Linked DNA regions of Sus scrofa: all the other regions are linked to region 2. Evidence: chromatin contacts called from public Hi-C and HiChIP or PLAC-seq data. All regions are on one chromosome and are shown on one strand. The core of a region is the stretch at or near the end of the contact, and the rest is flanking DNA. Distances in the headings are between cores, read along the strand shown.

The links. Hi-C and Micro-C count contacts between places; a contact is called where the count stands out from the background. HiChIP or PLAC-seq counts read pairs in DNA pulled down with a chosen protein or histone mark.
Region 1: a contact with region 2 is called in a Hi-C map of skeletal muscle, with 3 times the contacts expected there. The contact joins the promoter of EIF2A here to the promoter of RNF13 in region 2. A contact is called at or near these places in 2 of 47 Hi-C or Micro-C datasets (liver and skeletal muscle) and 1 of 2 datasets of contacts at active chromatin or transcription factors (alveolar macrophages).
Region 3: a contact with region 2 is called in an H3K27ac HiChIP or PLAC-seq map of skeletal muscle. The contact joins the promoter of TSC22D2 here to the promoter of RNF13 in region 2. A contact is called at or near these places in 1 of 47 Hi-C or Micro-C datasets (heart right ventricle) and 2 of 2 datasets of contacts at active chromatin or transcription factors (alveolar macrophages and skeletal muscle).

The regions. Positions count from the first base shown.
Region 1 is chr13:90,760,260-90,762,959 of Sscrofa11.1, forward strand. It overlaps EIF2A (eukaryotic translation initiation factor 2A), which reads left to right and starts at 1,384. Exons shown (of 13, transcript XM_021069601.1): 1 at 1,384-1,425. It overlaps SERP1 (stress associated endoplasmic reticulum protein 1), which reads right to left and starts at 1,141. Exons shown (of 3, transcript NM_001243260.1): 1 at 668-1,141; 2 at 309-384. The coding sequence starts at 751.
Region 2 is chr13:90,033,303-90,036,002 of Sscrofa11.1, forward strand. It overlaps RNF13 (E3 ubiquitin-protein ligase RNF13), which reads left to right and starts at 1,386. Exons shown (of 9, transcript XM_013980793.2): 1 at 1,386-1,546.
Region 3 is chr13:90,639,189-90,641,888 of Sscrofa11.1, forward strand. TSC22D2 (TSC22 domain family protein 2) reads left to right here and starts at 1,307. Exons shown (of 3, transcript XM_005652407.3): 1 at 1,307-2,700. The coding sequence starts at 2,350.

The DNA.
Region 1 (2,700 bases), core at 134-2,633, 730 kb after region 2:
TAAATTCTTATTCTGGGAGGTGTTTTTGTTTCTTGTTTTGGTCTACATTTCTTTCAACTAGATCGTTACTAAGGACCTGACCTCCTTTTCTACTCTTCTGTGAACGCAAATCAAGCGGGGAGAAGTTTCTAGAGCACCACCCTCTGTGCATATGTGGGACAAGTAATTCGATTCAGATGAAACAGAATTATGCGGGGCTCCCAGCAGGTGGGTTGAGACTCCGCGGCAGGATTCACCACTGATGGTCACCACGTCATCTCGAACCCGTCATCCAACACCCTACCCGATGGTGGCTACAAAACACTTACCGGAACCACAAACAACAAAAATGAAGAGAGCCAATAACCAGGGTCCTACAGACGCCTTCTCTTCGGGAGCATTTCTCTGCAAAAAGGCAAATCCACGGTTTCCAATGCAAAAAAACCCACTCTGACCCTGGTATCCCACCGCCTGCACCCCGAGCCAGGTCGCTGGGTCCCCGCACCCGACAGGTCTCCCTGCGATCCCGAGCCGCCCAGCTCCGGCACCCACCTCCCAGAGTTCCCAACTTAGCGTCCAACTCGTGGCCTCCAGCCCCTGAGTCGGCCGGGTCTGGGAGGAGAGCTCGACGCGGCCCTGGAGCCCCGGGCCTTGGCGGAACAGAGAGGGGCGCCCGCTCTTCCCTTACCGAGGTCTTGGCGACGTTGCCGCGCTGGGTGATGTTCTTGCTGTGCTTCTCGTTAGCCATACGGATCCGCTGCTTGGCGACCATCTTCGCGGCGCCACGACCTGCCCCGGTCACCCCTCGGCCTCGCTCGCTCGCCTGCCCTAGGGCCCCCGAGACCCACACTCCACTCCCGGTGCCCGCGCCGCCGGAGCGAGTTGGCTCTCAGGCTGGGCGCTAGCTCTGGCCGCTGGGCCTGAGCGCTAGCCGGGCGCGGGCCACCGACTGACTGACGACTGACTGACGACGCTGGCCGAGCGAGAGGGCGCGCCGAAGGAGGAGAGCAGGCCGCCGGGATATTCTCGCGCCGCTGCTCTGGCCGCTGCTGGAGCGTGGAGCGAGAGAGGAAGGAAATGCAACGCAACAACCGGACAGCGCAGCCCGTCGGCTCGAACTACTTCGGGTTCGGCTGCCAACGTCAGCACTGGGCGGGCTCCGCCTGCCGAGGAAGACGGAGAGGGAGGGGTGAAGACCGACGCACCGGCTCTAGCCCCGCCCCCTCACGCTCCGTAGAGGGTAGCCCCAGAGCCGCCAGTGCCCGTTCAAGCTCTCCAACCGGAAGCGAGTTAGCCCCGAGGCCGGTGGCCCCGGAAACACCAGTTCGTAGTCTGCACGCCGGAGGAGACGTGTTGGGGCCGGGTTCGGCCCTCGTGAACTCTGACCCAGGCGTAAGAGTTTCTCTTCCCGGGACAAGATGGCGCCGTCCGCGCCGCTCCTGACAGGTGAGTTCCGAGCAACCAAGGGAGTGCTTCTTCAGAGCAGTATTTTTTTGTGTCTTTTCCCTCTGGGACTACCCAAGGAGCCTCTGAGTTAGATTTACCTTTTCTTATTGGTTGTAGAAGAGCTGGAGGGCCTTTTGGATTTCTTGGTGTAGCGTGGCAATCGGAAGTGAGGCCCCCGCCTCTGGGCTCCAGCATTCCCCCTCCCTATTGCCCATCCATCATTATTCCCTGACACTACAAGGTCTACAGGAATAGAGGAAGGGGCTTAAGAACAGAGAGTGCTAGCGGGATTTATTGCCTTGGGTCTGCAGTACTGATGTAACACGTACGCTTACCAGGTTGCGACAGGCTTTGTTGACAGTGTGCAGACATTTAGCTCTGTAATAAGGCGGAAAAAGTAAACAAATGGCTTAGTCCAGTAGAATAACTAAACACATTAAATATATTTGAATTTAAGTAATACCAAATCCTGTACTCCTTGACTTTATGAAATTTGTAGGACTGAGTAGAGCAAGTGGACCTGTGGTGGTGTAGGCTTTCATTGGATTTCTGTGGTCTGGAGTGGTGGAAGTGAGCATTATAAAGTAGCAACGTTCAGATATTACAGGATTTCTGAGGTTTTGAAGCTGAAGTAGAGTTTATAATGTTGGAGAAGAAAATAAACTTAGTCTTGGACAATGTCTGCAATGACTCTGGATTAGAGTAATGATTGGCTGGGAGTCTCATATGAGCGTCATCTTCTTAGAGAGGAGTTGGGAGGGAAAAGAAGGCTTTAATTAAGTTACCAATAACTTAATAACGTATGGAAGGGAAAAGAAGCAATTGAGAGAAAGGTGGTCTGCTTTTGAGGAAAGAGGTTATTTCCCCCAAGACTTGAAAGGAAGCTTAAAAAGCTTTTGCACTTTTTACCATTACATTTTGAAATCTTTGTTGCTAAACACCATGGCCATTCATATACAATCTGGCTACCACAGTTCATTCATCAAACATCCATCAAATACAGAGTTCCTGTTGTGGCTCAGCGGGTTAAAACCCAATGTAAGTGTCCGTGAGGATGCATTGGACCCCTAGCCTGGGCACGTCCATATGCTGCAGGTGCGATCTTAAAAGAAAAAGAGAACATTTATCAAATACTAATTTGTTAGATAATATGCCAGACGCATACTGTTTAAAAAGTGTAATTACATAATTAAATGAATTTGTTTCTCTAGCATCATAAAGGTAGCATGTATGTTCCTCAATTTTGGAATACTAAATGCTTATTTGAACTTTAAT
Region 2 (2,700 bases), core at 136-2,635:
CAGGCTAGGGGTGGAATTGGAGCTACAGCTGCAGCCCTACACCACAGCCACAGCAACAGGAGATCCCAGCCCGTCTGTGACCTACACCACAGCTCACCACAAAGCAAGATCCTTTGCCCGCTGAGCGAGACCAGGGATTGAATCCGCATCCTCATGAATCCCAGTCGGATTCCTTAATTGCTGAGCCATGAAGGGACAATTTTTTGTATTTAAATTTTGAGTAGGGTTTATTCACAAAGTTCAAAATTTGAAAGGCACAAAAGGATACATAATAGGGAGTCTTCCTATTTCTCAGGTCTCCCCGGAGAAATTAAGGTTACTAGTTACAGCCAAGGACGTTAAACAGGTGTTCTAAGGAATCACTCCCTCTCACCCCTCCTTTGTTTAGAAGATGAGGTTGAAGTTTGTAAAGCCTGTAATGGACTTTTAAAGGGGCCTTATTTTGAAGCAGAGCAGGGCCAGAATCTAGGTTTCCTGGCACTCTAGTTCATGACTGCAATCTTTGCAGTAACCCACATTGCTTCTTTAAAGTGGCTAGTTAGCAAATGGTTAATTAGTGTGGATGTTCCAATTCGGGTAATTGAAATTTCAATTGGAATACCCAGGGCTCGGAAGGTTTACCAGAGGGCGGAGGGGTGGAGTTTTTTTGGTTCTTTAAAAGAGATAAGGGTTTTTAAAGGCTGACGAAGGTTAAAAATCACAGGGTTTAACTTTTGCTGAGTCTCGGGGTATCGCGTGCCAGGCCGAGCGCTGACGTCAGCACGGCTCCTACTCATGCACCCGGGGACTACGGTTTAGTCCTCCAGTTGCTCGCACCTCTTAACAACGCTATTTAAACACTAAAGCATTGACTTTGGTCCCATATCTACCAGTCTCAACCGGGGCATGTTGCAGAGGGGAATGACGCCTCATCCTAGCCTCTTCCGCGGTCGTTAAGTGTGGTGCAGGAAGGCGGCGCGTCCGCTCCAGAGCCAAGGCCCGCCCAGGGGCAGCCTGCCAGCTGGGTCTCGGTCTGCTTTGGCCCCAAAGCCCAAACAGACTAGGCTGGCCAGCCCTGGCCACTAGGTTCATTCCCCACCTGACCTCGCGGCCTCCACTCCTGGAGGAACAGGGCAGGATTCCAGAGCCTATCCCCTTGGCCATCCCTACCCCTTTCCCCGCCAAAAGTGGACCCTTCATCCCTGTTCCAGAAGCCCGCCCCACCCTGCCCTTCCAGAGCGGGCGGATCACGAGGCCAAGAACGCGACTCTGCAAGCTGGGTGTCTCTCCGAGCCGGACTGGAGCGAGACGGAGCGAGACCCAGCGTGAGAGTGGGAAGGAGCCTTAGCGAGCAGCTCTGTGGCCCAATGGCTTCCTTCTATCTTCGAGTGAAGACCAATGAGGGTTGGGGGGCGGGACTTCCGCCTCGCCTTGGTGTTGTCGTCCGCGCTCCGACTCTAGGCTGTGGCGGTCGGTGCGGAGATTCAGGCATGAAGTCAGGTTAGGGGACTTCTCCCGCAGCAAGGCGGCAGGGGAGCCTATTTGTGTTGCGAGGTCAGGCTTCCAGGTAAGAGCACTCCCGTGTCGTGGATGCCGGGTGGCGGGTTGTCTTTCGCGGGGCCTGGCGGGGAGAACACACCCCCCTTACCAGCCCTGGAACTCCGAGGCGGCCCCACCGTTGAGCTCTTTGCTGCTCTTCCCCAGACTGGGCACGGAGGAAATTAGGTGTTTTGCAAAAGGTAAAATAAAAAGGGCTTCCCCTGAAGGGTCGAGTCCCCCTCGCATTACCATCCTGTGAGTTTGTGTGTATCCAAAGTTGTTATGTTATCCGTTTTGCTTTTTACATTCCTCTCGTAAGGTGGCTGGAGTCTGGGAAGATGTCCGGAAGGCTTTTCCTGGTCCAGCACTTGCTGCAGAGTCCCTGGGCAAAGTCACTTGACTTTAATTGTGGGAACTCTTTAGTCTTTGACACAAAAAAGAGGGCACTCGCCTCTGTTCTTTTAAACCTTCCCCCCACCCCCACCCCGGAAGCTAAATTGGAGGTGGGACGTGACTCTGCTAGGGATCGCCCCCTTAAAGTTGGCAGCTCTGCCAGGGCGCTTATTGAGTTGACCCGTACTGATGAAAGAACTCTGTCCCAGAGGGGGAGTGGGCAGACAACGAAGCCAGGCGATCCCAGAAGCACTTACACGTATTTGGTGGCAGCCACTGAGTGTTTTCTGCCAGCTTTTGGTAGATTTCTCTACTTTGTCCTAATCTGTCAATAGTTCCAAAACTGTTGTTTCGGTTGTAGCTTCAGCACCTTGAGTAGTTGCTCAGGTCCTTTGGTTTTGCTCCAGTCTTGCCTGATGGTTAACTATTATGTCAGTGATGCAGCAGGAACAGTGAAAACTAATGCATTCCTTTCAACAATGATGTGTTGTTCTCCAAGGAGAACATCTGCAGTTTTGGATACAATATAAATAAATAAGATGGGTGTGCCGCTAAAGAGTTCTTGTTAGAGAAATATCAGTTCAAGGTTTAAGGAAGGACTTTTCAACAATTTCATCTTTTTAAGGACAAATTTTAATGGATCGAGGAGATTAGCTCTACCTCAGAGTAATAAAACTGAATTGTGGTAGCAGTTTAAAAGAGCTTTAAACAGGAGGTAAGAAGTGCAGTGTAGGGCCCATGGGGACTTATTAATGGATTTTGGAATCAATTTTGTGCAATAACATTAGG
Region 3 (2,700 bases), core at 57-2,556, 610 kb after region 2:
CCTTAAGAAACAGGGATGTTATTATGTGGTCTTATTTCACATCCTGTCTTCAGTCACTTGGGTTTGGAGGGCATGGTTTCTACTGGTAAATGACATATCTCTGTATTTTATTTACAACTGAGGGCCTTAAAAAAAACTGTAAATTTTAATTATCAGAACATTCTTAGGGATAAAAAGTATTTTTATTCTTCAAAAATTAGAGAACTGAGTACAATGATTAACTGATTTATGTCAGTCATCATGAGGAAATTTTGATTTACATCAAGACATCTTAGATTTTACCTAAATGATGTATGTCCAAAGTTCAAGAGTCCCCTTCCTCACCATTTTTTATCTGTTTATAAAAATGGCCCTTACCATTTTCTTCTACCAGAAAGGAACTAAACGGTGATAAATTCTCCACTACTTTCATAGCTACTTCTGGACAGGAAAGGGTGCTTTCTAACGTTTTCTGATTGTTCATGGCCCAATCCAAACCATCTAACACTCTGGCTCCTACTAAGAGTTTTAGAATAAACAAAAGAAAGAACTACAACTATTTAACGCAGTAGGTTCTACATTTATGGAGCCCATAAGCTGATTTCATGCTGAAAGTAAAAACAGTCTCAAGATGTTTAAATGAACTCTTCGATGCTGGAATCACAACAAACTCAAGAAAATTAGGAATATGTTGGTAACCTCTAATCTTTTTTTAAACTGACCTCAGCCTGGGCAAGTAACCATCTTCTGATGCCATTGCCTGAGACAGAATTTCTGGCTGAAAGATCCTTTTTCTGACTCAGTCTGGCTTGCTATTCTTGGTTAATCATCCCCATTTCTCTCAACATTTCACTCCTCTGACTATAATAGATAACATTTATTTTCAGGAAAGACTTTTTAGGTGATTCGGTTCCTCCAGCCGCCTCCCTCTTTATTCTAGTTAAATACCCCAACCCCCATTCCCATCACCTTGTTTCACTAAGATTTTGCTAAACATTAGACACAGTAAGCACATGATCTCCAGTCTTCCAGTGTCTTGGAAAAAACTGATATAAAAACATTCGATTGGCGCGGCTGGAAGTTTCTCTAGGCTTGGAATTTTAGAGTTTTTAGTTGTTCAACTCTTAAAGACCGAAAGAGCAAAATATAAAAAAAATTTTTAAATAAAAAACCGCTCCCCTTTCTTAACCTTTAGCCCCGCCCATTGCCCCCCCAGCCTCCACGCGAAACTGCAGGAAACCGGAGGAGGCGGGGCGGTGACGTCACGACGCCGGTGCGTCACGGAACGGCGGCTGCGGCGCTGGCGGTGGCTGCGGCGCGGCGGCATTTTAGTCGGCAGCAGCGGCGGCAGCAGCGGGGCTGCTGCTACTCCCAGCATCCTTGGCGCGGCCATTTCAGCCCCATCTTGGCCGAGGGGAGGGAGCTGCAGCCGTCGCTTCAGCAGTTTGAATTTCAGTTTCTCCAGGACCTGCGAACTGGGCGCACCGAGGAGAAGCCTAAGAAGCTACCGCCGCTACCTCACACAGCTGGAGCGCCGCCGCTCGCCGGCTAGCCGGCCGCCGCCCCTCACTCTCTCAAGAGCCGCGAGGGGAGGCCGAGACCGCCGCCGCCGCCCGCCTGCGGGGGTGGCTCCCCCTGTGTAAGGGGAGGACCGAGCCGGCTTTCTCCTCCCCCGGAGCGGGTTTCCGCCAGAGACGGTCGACATGTCCCTGGGGTTGAGCTCCGGCTAGAGCCGGGGAGGGAGGGCCGCCCGCCCGCGCCGAAGCTCCGCCGCCCGCCCGCGGCGCCTGGCTGAATCAGGAATCCCGGCTCCGGACTCGCCACTCTTTCTCCGTCCACCCTCGGCGTCCGAGAGCTCGGAGCTGACGCCGGCACTGGCTCTAGGAGCCGGAGCGGGGCAGCACCGCCCCTCACGCCGCCGCCGCCGCCGCCGCCTCCTCCCCTTCGCCCTCCCACTCCCACCCCCAGCCAAGGCCTGCTGACCGCGCCGAGCGCCGAGCTGGACTGACCACGGCAGCCCGGAGACAAGAGGAGGAAGCAGCCGGCCCGCCCCTGGAAACGCGCTCTCGCCGCTACTGGGGGTATTGAATTGAGGCGCCGCGGCTGCGGGAGGCGAGAAGGAAGGAGGAGCCGCCGCGCGAGTGAGACCCGGGCAGAGCCGGAGAAACCGACATCGAGAAGGAAACGGGAGGAGGATGTCTCACCGAGCAGCCGGTGCCCAGATCAGCCCGTGACTCGTAACAGCGTCGGGCCTCAGACCCCGGTGCGGACCCGGACTTTGTCTTTGGGGGCCGGTGCTCTGCCCTTCCTGGTTTCCGGCAAGATCGCAGAGGAGCCGCCGTGCCACTCTGCTCTCCAGCCTTCCTCACCATGTCCAAGATGCCGGCCAAGAAGAAGAGCTGCTTCCAGATAACCAGTGTCACCACGGCCCAGGTGGCCACTAGCATCACTGAGGACACTGAGAGCCTGGACGACCCGGACGAGTCACGCACAGAGGACGTCTCCTCCGAGATATTCGACGTTTCTCGGGCCACGGATTACGGGCCCGAGGAAGTCTGCGAGCGCAGCTCCTCCGAAGAGACGCTCAACAATGTTGGGGATGCGGAGACCCCTGGGACCGTCTCCCCCAACCTCCTCCTGGACGGGCAGCTGGCGGCCGCGGCGACCGCTCCCGCTAACGGAGGAGGAGCCCTTTCGACCCGGAGCGTGGCTGGGGTGCTG